2 separate regions of the Neogale vison genome follow, and region 2 is linked to region 1. A link is a contact called in public Hi-C data. All regions are on one chromosome and are shown on one strand. The core of a region is the stretch at or near the end of the contact, and the rest is flanking DNA. Distances in the headings are between cores, read along the strand shown.

What was found. A called contact is a pair of places that touch in the nucleus more often than the background predicts.
Region 2: a Hi-C map of muscle shows a contact between it and region 1, with 9 times the contacts expected there. The contact joins the promoter of SNX18 here to the promoter of LOC122893270 in region 1. A contact is called at or near these places in 2 of 3 Hi-C or Micro-C datasets (fibroblasts and muscle).

What each region holds. Positions count from the first base shown.
Region 1 is chr1:276,960,081-276,966,616 of ASM_NN_V1, reverse strand. It overlaps LOC122893270 (chondroitin sulfate proteoglycan 4-like), which reads right to left and starts at 2,516. Exons shown (of 10, transcript XM_044230211.1): 1 at 2,391-2,516; 2 at 899-1,069; 3 at 1-566. The coding sequence starts at 2,516.
Region 2 is chr1:277,237,729-277,244,264 of ASM_NN_V1, reverse strand. It overlaps SNX18 (sorting nexin-18), which reads left to right and starts at 4,241. Exons shown (of 2, transcript XM_044231932.1): 1 at 4,241-5,959. The coding sequence starts at 4,339. LOC122894311 (a long non-coding RNA gene) reads right to left here and starts at 3,973. Exons shown (of 6, transcript XR_006381769.1): 1 at 3,661-3,973.

The DNA of each region.
Region 1 (6,536 bases), core at 1,267-3,766:
ACATGAGCCTTCAACAGACCATGAACTATTTCCAAAGCAACAAAATTTCCTTGTCTACCTGGCTGAAACAAAAGCAAAGCTTGCTGACTTCCAGTCTGCAAAGCAAATTCCAACAGCCCTTCCCCATGCACCCTCCATTCTGGGAAGATGACGTAGGATCTGGAGCTAAAGAAATTGATGGCCTCATCCTCTCCTGCAAAAAATTCATCACTGCATCCTAGTGACACCTCATACACCTTCTTAAAACCAGGGTAAGACCTGAGGGATGCGAGGATCTCCCTCTGGTTAAATACCACACCCTCCATACATCCACGGAAACCGGGAAGCTCTCCATCCAGGTAAGGGAGGTCAAGTTCACCATGGCCTGCTATGTAGATTCCATGTTGAAAGTGCAAACTGTGCGTCCCACCAGTGATCTGGCCAGTTGTCTCATAGTGTTTGTCGATAACCAGAGAGATAGTGTTTTTAACATAGTACAGTTCCACGAAATGCCAATTCAAGTCATCCACACGACGCCTTTGCTCAGAAAGGAGCACTTGTTTGCCTGCACCCAAATTCACCCTCACCTGAAAGAGAAAGAATCATAATTAATCAGTCTCATCTTGTAGTATCTTACTGAGAAAACAGGGCCATCCACAGAGAGAGAGAGAGAAACTTGGACTTGAAACCACTTTCCGCACGTATGGACTACACAATGAGGTTTAAAAATTCAGAGTCAGAATATGTCAGGCATGCTAGTGAAATCAGAGGCTATCCCAACTTTTCAAATGGTACACATTTTTATTCTAGTAAAATAACAGGAATAAAATGGATAGCTATTTTGTTCTCTATCTCTCTCATGGTTTTTCCTCCAGTAATTGAAAACTCACACATTTTTAAAGATTTAAGAAAATCTTACCCGTAAGTTTCCTGATAGAAGTTCTATTATACAGTAATCATTTTTCCCAGCTGCAAGGAAAAGTAATCCCTGTGGTTTGCTGGTTTGAAATTTTAATTGAAGAGATAACTCAGGCAAAACTTCGATGATGTTGAGCTCCACATAGCTTTCACCATAAAAAGATGCTAGGGGAAAAATTCAATAAGGAGTATAAATGAGTAAATTCATTACACAATGACAATTCCACTTTAGAGTGTCTTCTCCCTTCAGGGACTGACCCTGCTGAGGAAAGTGGCCCTGCCCAAGGCCACGGCCAGTTCCTGGGGTAGCTCACAGTTCCAATGTGGGGGTACAAAGGTTCAGTGTTCTCTTGCCCCAACTCAAAACAGCTCTTATGGGTCAGTCTCTCTTCAGAACTCTCAAGAAGGGTGGTCAAAGCTTCTGTTGAAACTGAATTGCAAGTCTACTTCTCCAGGTACCCAATCCTGCTTCCTTCCCTGTCACAGGAATAATCCAACACCAGTGGTGGTGAACTGGTGTAAGAGAAGGGACCACATTATTCAGCTATAAAAGATCAAGCCATGAAAGATACAGGGCAAATAGTAGCTATGAAGACTATGAAATTGGCTGTCTATTGCTAAATTTGAATAAAGCTTTGGAAAGAGAGAAGGAAAAGCTAGGAGAGATCTGCTGACAGTGTGAAAGCAAGAGTGCTTCCGTGGTACATATAGAGTCCCCTTTTCCTACAGCAGGAGACCAGTGGAAGGTAAGCTCCAACAAAGCTAAGATCCTGGCTGGGAAAGAACAGAACCTTGACATAAGGAAGTGGAGACATCTGGGTTGATGTATTCAAATACCTTGGGTCCCTGGTTCTCTCTGGACCCTCTTAGCCTACAGAAGTGGCCTATTTCCCTATTAAAATTGGCGTGCCCTTGGCTGGAAAAGGATGCAGAGGCTTCTCTCCCCACAAGCAGCACTTGACCTCTGAAGATATACCCCCATCTCTCCTCCTTGCCACTCGATCAAAAACAAAGGTTAAGTCACAACATGACCTGTGTGGGGACATGTTGGGCTTGATAGGGGTGGAAAAGGACTAGACCCTAACATAGCTGAGGACCTCTTCAGGTGTATTCTACTCCTGGTAGCTTCCAGAACACACATACGACTGAGGGTGCCTGATCACGGGGGCAGAACGTGAAGCTGGATAAGGAAGAATTTAGATTTGGGGGAATTCTCCAAAGGTATTGGATGTAACACCCTGGCAAAGACTACCAGAAACGGTGTGAACTCACTGCTAAAGTGGCTCCTAGATGCATAGAAAATGCGAGACATTTTCTGTCTCACACTGTGAGACAGACACGACAGAATTACCATGACAGATGGATGAGAGAGATGAAATTGGTTCTTCCGGGATTGAGCATAAATAAGACCAGAAGGCACAAGTGAGCGCACAAGATGGCAGCCCAGAGCTCCATCATCACCCTTCTCGCGCCAGCACCTTTCCTCTGCTCACGCATATGGCTGCATGGGCGAATCCGTGGTGCCAGCTGATGGAGAAACAGAACACCTGAGCACGGTTCACGGATGAATCAGCATCATCCAACGGGAGCCTGATGAGAACAGCCGCCAACTGCACCATAGCTCCCCTTAGCGGTGACCATGAAAAACAGCAGCAGGAAAAAAACGCTCCAAGTGGGTAGAACTTTGGGTAGAATACCTAATCATCCACTTTACACACAGAGAGAAGTGGACCGAGGTTCAGATAAAAAAAAAAAACAAACAAACACTGGTCGAGAGTGGCAAGAGGCCTGAACAGATCGTCAAGAGCCCAGGATGCAAAAGACGGAAAAAGTAGGAACAAGGAGGTCTGGGATTGACGCGGGTCACCTTTGCCCCCCATAGGTTGGCACAGCAGGAGGCCATGGTGCCAGGGAGGGAGACCCAGTAGTCTGGGCTCCCTCTTACTGAGGCTTTCCTAGCTACTGCTACTGCTGAATGCCCAACAGGCCTCCAACAGAGTCCAACACCCATCCCCAGTATGTTACTGTTCCTTGAAGGGAGACCAACTGTCCACTCGGTGTTGAGCTGACTTCAGTGAAACCCTTTCTTTTTTAGACTGGCCAGTGATTCATTTCAAAAAATAAAATATCCACATATTCTGGGTATCTATGTGCCTTTCTTGCCTCAGATAGCACCATTACATGAAGAGCTCATGGAGTGTTTAATCCACTAACAGGGGAAGCCAAATAACATCACATTAATCAAAGACATGTCCTTTACTCCAAGGAAGGTGTGGTAATGGGCCCAAGATCATAGGATCCACTGGTCCCATCATCTATTACACGACTGAGGCTGAGGCCCTGAAAGAACACTGGAACAATCTGATGAAGGTATAGCTGAATCACCAGCGCAGAAGTGAGACTCTAGTGGAGTGAGGATCTGTCCTCCAAGACTTGAAGTGAAAGATATTTACATGGTCTTTAAAGATCTTTAAACACCTCCTGCTATATCTCCAGGAGATATAATATATGGGTCTGAGAACAAATGTCGGTCCCTAAGAACAGTCCTGGATAAGGCTCCTGCATGATTATCTCCATCTCAGATTCTGCTTCCCGAGGAACCCAGTCTTCAATGTCTGCTTCTCTGTTCCTACAACACTCTGCGTATTCCTTTATTCCAGCATTCACCATGTGGTACTGAAATTCCTTGCTTATTCATCGATCTTCTGGAATAGTCCATGAGTTTCCTGTGATCAGGGGCCAACTCTCTGTTTATCTTCGCCTCTCTAATACCTAGAACAGTGCCTGGTCACAGTTGGCATAACAGGTTCTGTTGATAGCCCACTGAGATCCCTTTTAACAAACTGATATAGCCATCCTCCCGCTGTTTCACTGGGTTATCCAGAAATTTCAGTGAAATTATAGCCCCTGCCCTAAAGGGGGACCTAATGACTGACTGAAACAGATGCATAAAATATGTAGAGCTCTGTGCTGCCATTCATATCCTAGAGCTCTCTCTGGGATCAGGCCAAGATTAGGTCAGTTAAACCCAGATCTTTGCTTGGTTTCTTCTCCTGCCCAATCTTCCTTCCTTCCTTCCTTCCTTCCTTCCTTCCTTCCTTCCTTCCTTCCATCTCTCTCCTGGCAACCTCACTCAGCATTTTACTTTCACAAGAATCCCTGCCTGTGCGGCTTTCTTTTGGGAACCCAATCTAAGATAGGTAGCAAGCAAGCATTTAATGAACCAAACTACACTAACCTAAGAGACCTTCATTTTATAGTTGAGTAAACTCGGGCCTAGAAAAGCTTAGGGACGTACGTAGAGTCAACAGGTAGTTCAAAACAGAGCTAACACCCAAACCCTGCATTCCCCACCTCACATCCCCTGTTTTCACTAAGATAGAAGCTGATAGAGAGATGACTACGATCTCTGCAAACTTTCTCAGGTAGGTATAAAAACACTTTTCTAGTTAAAAAACAGCCATTAATAATTAAATTCAAGAAAACAAGAATGCAGCAATGAAGTAAAAAAGATGAAACAGGCATTTATAAGCCCACTAGCTCTCCTACCTAGTGTATATGGTCCTGGCCTCCTGGTTACTGAATCCCCTCACTCTGATTTTTGACCGACTTAGAGGCTGTATTGTTAAGCTCTCAAAACCAGGAAATATTTTCTAAATAATAAAATCTACTGCTGAGAATGACTAAGTAATATTATATTTTCCCACAGTTCACCTTCCTGGCACTAAATCAATTCCAGGATCAGCTGGTGGCTAGAAATTTCCATTGCCTCAGGGGAAAATCAAGGAAGCAGGTTTAAAACTTCCAGTCTGACAGCCTGAAGCCAGTTGCGTCCTCACAGATCTCCGAATGGATCTCAAATTTTATGGCTTCTAGTAAGTGCCTCAATATAACAATAAGAAGGCAATTGAAACACAAGAAAAACTGGGTCCCAGAAGAAGAAAAGGAAAAGGTGTGATTTCAGAATTATATGGGTAGGGCAAGTCAAGGTGAACAAAAATCAGAACAACTTCCTGGTTTTATGTGCTTATGTAAAAGGTGACAGGGCTGAATGGAAGCCAAAGTTTGGCAGTAAGGTGGGTAAAAGACTTTCCAGGGAAAAGTAAACATTTCTATTTCTCTATCATTTCTCCTGGGGTGTGCGGTGGGGAGGAGGAGTAGGTATTTGATTCATTTTATTTACCTTAGAAATAGTTACCATTTTTGCCCCCCAAACTACAATTTCCTGTTTTTGTTTGTTGGATTCCAGTTTTGCTTCTTTGGGAAGCAAGGAAGCTTTGGGAATACTCTGGTTTACTATTTCTTGAGCACCTACTGTGTGGCAAGTACTATCGGGAGTTGGAGGCAGGAAGTTACTGAGACTAAGGGGGTTTGTGGGCTCTCCGAAGAGAAAGCTGCTCGGAAAGAAGAGTATATCCAATCCAGGCGATATTAATTGGGCAGTTGGTACAACAGCGGCTTGTTTGGGGCCCTGCTGGGGTAAGAAGGAAGGAGTCCTGTGCCTAGGAAGTGTCTCTCCCTAACAGATTAAGTGGCCCATCTGACACGTACTTCCGCTGTCCACAAATATAGCAAATAAACCACAAACATGGGGACTGAAAGGTGAATGACATAGACTGCCAATCAAGCAATTAGAGTGCCTGGGAAATGGAGAGCACAGCAGAGGCTCTTAGCCTAGCCCAGGAGGTGGATGGACTGAGGTGTTTCCAGCAGCAAGACAATGGCTTCCAGAAATACCTAGCGAGGGACAGATGTGAGCAAGTGGAGATAAATGAGGGGAGAGAAAGAGAAAGAGAAAGAGAAAGAGAAAGAGAAAGAGAAAGAGACGAGGGACTGTAAAGATCCAAAGGTCCAGTCTGGCTGAGCACTGTGTGGCGGGGGAGGGGACCCGGCGGGGGACAGCCAGGGTGAGTGCTGCAAAGTTGAGGGCGGGGTGGGGGCAAATGGTGGGACTAGGAAAGGCCTTCCCTGAACTGTCAGTTTAAACTGGTGACTCCTTTCAAGGCCCTTATCATAAGCTCTAGTTACCTTCTTTATTTGCTTCCTGGGTTATTACCAACTCCAATCCCACACCATCCCAAACAGAATGTGAGGTTTTGAGGGCAGAAGGCTTGGCTAGTCTTCATCACTGCTCAGTCCAAGGTGACTGTAGGAGTGTCCAGCATACCGGAGGCACACCATAATGGCAACTTTGGAAGCCAAGGGAAGGGTTCAACTCAGCTCAAAGAGAGCCATAAAAGGATCAAATAGGGAAATGCCGTGCCCAGATTGCAATTTAGATGACTCTGGCTGAAGTGCAGAAAATGGGCTCAAAGGCATGGTAGGGAGTAGGGAAGCAGGCAGGGGGAGAAGCAGGCGGGTTCAAGAGATATTTTAAAAGCTGGACTGTCTAGGAGGGAAGGGAAGAGGTCAGGGGGCAATCTAGATGATTTTCCGAATTTCTGGCTGGGTATCCACCTACTGAGAGACAAGTTTCGGTTTTGTTTTTCTTTGTTTTGTTGGCACATATATGATGAGAAATTTTCAGTTACTTGGGGAGTAAACGGCTTACTGACCAACCGGATTCTCCACTGGCAGGGACCCACGAATGGGGTGAGGTCACCTTACAAACCATCTAAGAAGGTTGTAGCTTATTCTGC
Region 2 (6,536 bases), core at 2,992-5,491, 280 kb before region 1:
AATACTAAAGTAGAAGACCAAAGAGGACTGACACTACTTTAAGTCTTCCTCTAGGGCTGTAGTAAGCAGACAGTGTGGTATTGGTGAAAGAATAGACAGACAGATCAATGGGACAGAATAGAGAGCTCAGAAACAGTTTTATATAAATATAGTCAACTGATCTTTGGCAAAGGAGCAAAGACAACACAAAGAGGCACAGATAGTCTTTTTGACAACTGGTGCCAGAGCAGATGGACATCTGCATGGAAAAAGAAATAAACCTAGACACAGAACTTACACCTCCCACAAAAATAAATTAAAATGGATCAGAGACCTCAATATGGAATGCAGATTATAAAACTCATAGAAGATAACATAAGAGAAAATCCATATGACCTTGGGCATGGCAATGACTTTTTAGACATAACTCCAAAGGCGGGATCCATGAAAGAAATAATTGATAAGCTGGACTTCATTAAAATTAAAAACTTCTGCTTCGTGAAAGACAATACCAAGAGTATGAGAAGACACAAGTCACAGACTGAGAGCAATATTTGCAAAAGATACATGTGATAAAAGATTTATTTCCAATATACAGAAAAATTCTTAAGCACTCAACAATAAGGTAACAACTCTTATGGGCCAAAGATCTTAACAGACTACGTTTCTGCAGAAGATATATGGATAGCAAATCAGCACATGAAAAAATGCTCTACATCATATGTCATCAGGGAAATGCAGATTAAAACAATAAGATACCACTATACACTTACCAGAATGGCCAAAACCCAGAACACTGACAATACCAAATGCTAACAAGGATGTGGAGTAAAAGGAATTCTCATTCATGCTGATGGTAATGTAAAGTGGTAGAGTCGTTTTGGAAGTTGGCAGTTTCTTACAAAACTAAATATACCCTCACCATACAATCCAGTAATCCTACTCCTTGGCATTTACCCAAAGGAGTTTAAAACTTACATCCAGGCAAAAACCTGCAGAGGGATGTTTATAGCAGCTTTATTCATAGTTGCCAAAATCTAGAAGCAACTGAGATATCATTCAGGTAGGTAAGTAATAAATAAATTGTGACCCATACAGACAACAGAATATTGTTATGGCTGAGAAGAAATGAGTTATCAAGCTATAAAGAGACATGGAGGAAGGTTAAAGGCTATATACTGTACGATTCCAACTGTATGACACTCTGGAAGAGGCAAAACTATGTAGACAGTAGAAAAGATCAGTGTTTGCCAGGGGTTAGGAGGGAAGAAGAGATGAAAAGGCAGAGAACAGATGATTTTTAGGGTAGTGAAACTAATTTGTATAATATTACAATGATAGATGCAGATACATGTCATTATTCATATGTCCAAATCTATAGAAGGTACAACACTAAGAATCCTTATATCAATTACGGACTTTGAGCAATAACTATGTGCTAGTGCAGGTTAAGCAACAGTAACCAATGCATCACTCTGACTGGAAATGTTGATGGTGGGGAGGAGACGATGAAATGGGTATATGGAAAATCTCTTGTACCTTCTGCTCAATTTTGCCATGAACCTAAAACTTCTCTAAAAAAATAAAGTCTATTAAAAAAATCCGAGGCACAAATGTGTTTGGCTTGTTCCAGAAATAGCAAAGAAACCACTGTGGTTTCACTCTAGTGGAAGAAAGGAATGGAAAGAGAGGCAGGGGCCAGGCCACATAAGACCGCTCAGGCCAAAGGAAGAAGTGTGAAAATATGGGTGTGTAGAGCCATTTAGTGTCCCCTAATGACGTGTTTTTATGAAGATGTAATGAAATAGAAAATAGAAATAGTTGATGGTTATAACGATTATGTAACTTATGAATAATATGCTCTGTTTTCAAGAGAAATCTTTTTTTTTTTTTTGAGATTTTATTTATTTGACAGTGAGAGAGGGAACACAAGTAGGGGGAGTGGGGTAGGAAGAGGGAGAAGCAGGCTTCCTGCTGAGCGAGGAGCCGGATGCGGGGCTCCATCCCATGACTCTGGTTTACAACTAAGCCCCCCAGGCGCCCCACTAGAGAAATCTTTTAAAAACGTGTTACTCTCTATGTCCCTGAGCGAACAGTTACAAATTTCTAATGCTTGGGCACATTTTTTAAAATATCTAAGACCCTAAGGGGCATTTCCAGCCACTCAGGTGCCACACAGCCAGGCACCATAGACAGCCTGTCCCTGTCCGTCACCAAACCTGATGACTGGCCTCCCATCAGACTCCTACAAACTGAACACTTGCATGGGCATTAGTACTGCAAACAACCTCTGACATCCAGTAACTCCTCAACCACTGTTTCCAAGGAGCAGCCCAACCTGTCTGTAAAAGACATCACCTCAAATTCCTGGAATTTTCATACATGAAATAGATTTTCAGTCTCTCTGTTTCAAAACCTGAAGCATTGCACGTTTCATGTTAATTAACTCTTTAATCTAAAAAAGTAGCTACCAGATGAATAGTAAGGGTGAAATTCAAAGCATTTATCCTAAATATTCTAGATTAGCTTCTCATAATTAATAAATAATATATATATAAATATATATACTATATGTATAAAACAATAAATAAAATCAATTATATTTTCGGTGTTTCATAAATGTTGACTTCATGTTTCTGACCACATAAGCTGTTGACATTGAAATTCAGTGATCTCTGTTGCTTACTGTTAAGAAGGATCGTAACCCAGAATTTTCAGCTAAAAATGCTGTAATTCAGAATTTGCTTACAGAGTTGAATTAAGGTTTTTGTATTAGGGATAAACACTGTAGGAGTAATTCTGGTATACTAGGTTGGTGGTTTTGTGCAAGATGCTTAGAATACCACAGCCCTTCCTTAGAATAATTGTAAACTCTTCTGGCCTGTTTCCCAGATTTGCTTGAAAAGGGTCATAGGACAGGCTGAAATTAATGGCATATGAATTGTGAATCCCAATTAGAGGTGTCTTCAAAGGAATAATTAGGCTAGACTTAATAATTATGAGAAGAAAACGCTTCGGGCAAATTACACAGAGAAAGAAAAGATGTGAAACAAGGCGACTTTGGAGATTGGAGTTGATTAATAATTCAGGAAGTGATTTTTAAAAATCTACTTATCTTAAAGATAATATAAATTGAGTGAGACAAAGATGAATGGAGAGAGATGGTCACTGATCTCAGATTAGGAGTCAGGTGTGAACACGGGGGTCCCTTCGGTTGCATATGCTCTGGGACTGTGATTTTAGGATCTCTATTCTGTTTACGAAGGAGGACAGGGTTTTTGCCTTCCCAAATAACAGTAACATGAGCAAGAGCGGCAGCAAACACCTGAACTGTACTCCCCATTGTAGAGTATCTGCCGCGTATTAACCTCTCCCTTTCATTTTCCTCATCTATAAATTAGGGACTACATGATTATCGAATCCCATAACCACCCCAGGAGGGAGGTACAGGTGACTTGCTCAAGGTCATAACCTAGGTGGTGTCAGAAGGCAGACTCGGACCCAACAGCCTGACTCCGAACTGAAAGCTCTGCGCTACTTGGTCTCGGGGAGGAGACGGGACACACTCAAAATGCCAGCTCCCCGTGCCCACTTCTATTACTGTAAACTCTCCGACACCGACACCTCCTCCCACCCTCTTCCCTTAGCCTCTTAATTTGTCAAGCACAACACCTTCCTTACTTTGCTCGAGTCATCTTCCTCCCCTTCTTGCCAGAAGGTTCCAGCGGGTGGAAAATGGAAAGGCGCGGACAGCGCCGGGCACAGGCATCTTGTTTTTCTTCTTGGTGCGGTCGCTAATCGCCACTGAAAATCCTTCATGAGATGTGTGGCTGGAATTATTCTAGAAGCACTCACTGAGCGCTCAGAGTTTGTCAGGAATGCAACTATTAATTTACTTTCTAGGACACGTTTTTTTCATCTAAAAGCCCAAACAATTTCCCACACGAGGTTTCTGAGTGGAAACCTTCACGGGGCGCCTGACCGTGCGGCGCCGGCCTGGAGGGGGCAGTGGCGGCCGCGGAGTGGACCCTGCGGGCGGGTGCGGCGGCTCGGCCATCGCTTGCTCTCGCCTGGCGCGCGGCTCTCGGCCGTGGATTAGCGCAGCTGGGTACGTGGGAGGCCGCGGGCCCCGCCCCCAGCCGGCGGCGGCGGCGGCGGCGGCGGCGGCCCAGCGAGGCAGTCGGCGCTGCGAGCTGAGCGGCGCGGAGGGCGCGACCGGCGGGCCGGGGCGCGGGGCTGCGCGCTGTCTTTTGGGCTTCGTTCCGCGCGCCGGGACGTGGGCGACACCGCGGACCCCTCGGGCGGGCCCCGGGCTCGCGGCGTAGGGAGTCGGGGGCCGCCCGCCGGGGCCCCGGGACCATGGCGCTGCGCGCCCGGGCGCTGTACGACTTTAGGTCGGAGAACCCGGGTGAGATCTCGCTGCGGGAGCACGAGGTGCTGAGCCTGTGCAGCGAACAGGACATCGAGGGCTGGCTCGAGGGGGTCAACAGCCGCGGCGACCGTGGCCTCTTCCCGGCCTCGTACGTGCAGGTGATCCGCGCCCCGGAGCCCGGCCCGGCGGGCGACGGCGGCCCGGGAGCCCCGGCTCGCTACGCCAACGTCCCGCCTGGCGGCTTCGATCCCCTGCCCGCCGCGCCACCCGCCTCCTTCAAGCCGCCGCCCGACGCCTTCCAGCCGCTGCTGCAACCGCAGCAGGCGCCGCCGCCGAGCACCTTCCAGCCGCCGGCCGCGGGCTACCCGTACGGCGGGGGCGCCCTGCAGCCGTCGCCTCAGCAGCTGTACGGCGGTGGCTACCAGGCCAGCCAGGGCAGCGACGATGACTGGGACGACGAGTGGGACGACAGCTCCACGGTGGCCGACGAGCCGGGCGCGCTGGGCAGCAGCGCGTACCCGGACCTCGACGGCTCATCGTCCGCGGGCGGCGCGGCCAGCCGCTACCGTCTGTCCACGCGCTCCGACCTGTCGCTGGGGTCCCGCGGCGGCTCTGCGCCCCCGCAGCACCATCCGTCGGGGGCCAAGAGCTCGGCCACTGTAAGCCGTAACCTCAACCGCTTCTCCACCTTCGTCAAGTCAGGCGGCGAGGCCTTCGTGCTGGGCGAAGCGTCTGGCTTCGTGAAGGATGGGGACAAGCTGTGTGTGGTGCTGGGGCCCTACGGTCCCGAATGGCAGGAGAACCCTTACCCCTTCCAGTGCACCATCGACGATCCCACCAAACAGACCAAGTTCAAGGGCATGAAGAGCTACATTTCCTACAAACTGGTCCCCACGCACACGCAGGTGCCGGTACACCGGCGCTACAAGCACTTCGACTGGCTGTACGCGCGCCTGGCCGAGAAGTTCCCCGTCATCTCGGTGCCGCACCTGCCCGAGAAGCAGGCCACCGGCCGCTTCGAGGAGGACTTCATCTCCAAGCGCAGGAAGGGCCTGATCTGGTGGATGAACCACATGGCCAGCCACCCGGTGCTGGCGCAGTGCGACGTTTTCCAGCACTTTCTGACCTGTCCCAGCAGCACGGACGAGAAGGCCTGGAAACAGGGCAAGCGGAAGGCCGAGAAAGACGAGATGGTGGGCGCCAACTTCTTCCTGACTCTGAGCACGCCCCCCGCCGCCGCCCTCGACCTGCAGGAGGTGGAGAGCAAGATTGACGGCTTCAAGTGCTTCACCAAGAAGATGGACGACAGCGCGCTGCAGCTCAACCACACGGCCAACGAGTTCGCGCGCAAGCAGGTGACAGGCTTCAAGAAGGAGTATCAGAAGGTGGGCCAGTCCTTCCGCGGCCTCAGCCAGGCCTTCGAGCTGGACCAGCAGGCCTTCTCCGCCGGCCTGAACCAGGCCATCGCCTTCACCGGAGATGCCTACGACGCCATCGGCGAGCTCTTTGCCGAGCAGCCCAGGCAGGACCTGGACCCGGTCATGGACCTGTTAGCGCTGTATCAGGGGCATCTGGCCAACTTCCCCGACATCATTCACGTTCAGAAAGGTAAAGCCTGGCCGTTAGAGCAGATGGTCTGGAATATGTTGTTGAGGCTGAAAGGGATGATTTGGACAGAGATACCCTAATCTGTTTCAGACTGTTGTCCTGCAGGTTGGGAATCAAACAGGGATGTGGACAGCTGGCCTCTTTTTCGGAATGTATGATGGATGGTGGGCAGGTAGCTGCCTCTTAAAGTATTTCCAGACAGGGAGTGGGTTACTCTTCAGAGAAAGTTCTGAGAGTACTTCTTAGGACGGTGCTATCATTTTAGAGTTTGAATAGTTGGGTAATGAGCTTCTGGGATCTGTAATCTTGTGCCTAGGGTAGAATTAGAAGAGGACCCAAACCCTGTTAGGCATCCATTTGAACACTGTGGGGTGACTTAGTGATGGGTTTCAGGAAGCACGGAAATAATGGGGAAGGATGGATATCTGCAAATAAAGGTCGGATATCTGCAAGGTAGGGTAAGTCCTATTTCTGCCTTCCACACCTCTCAGTCCCTGGCTTGATGGAGAAATTAGAATCACTTCTCTGAGGTTCTAGCTGGGGCAGTTTAAAAATGTCCTGTGTAGGCTTCTTGTTT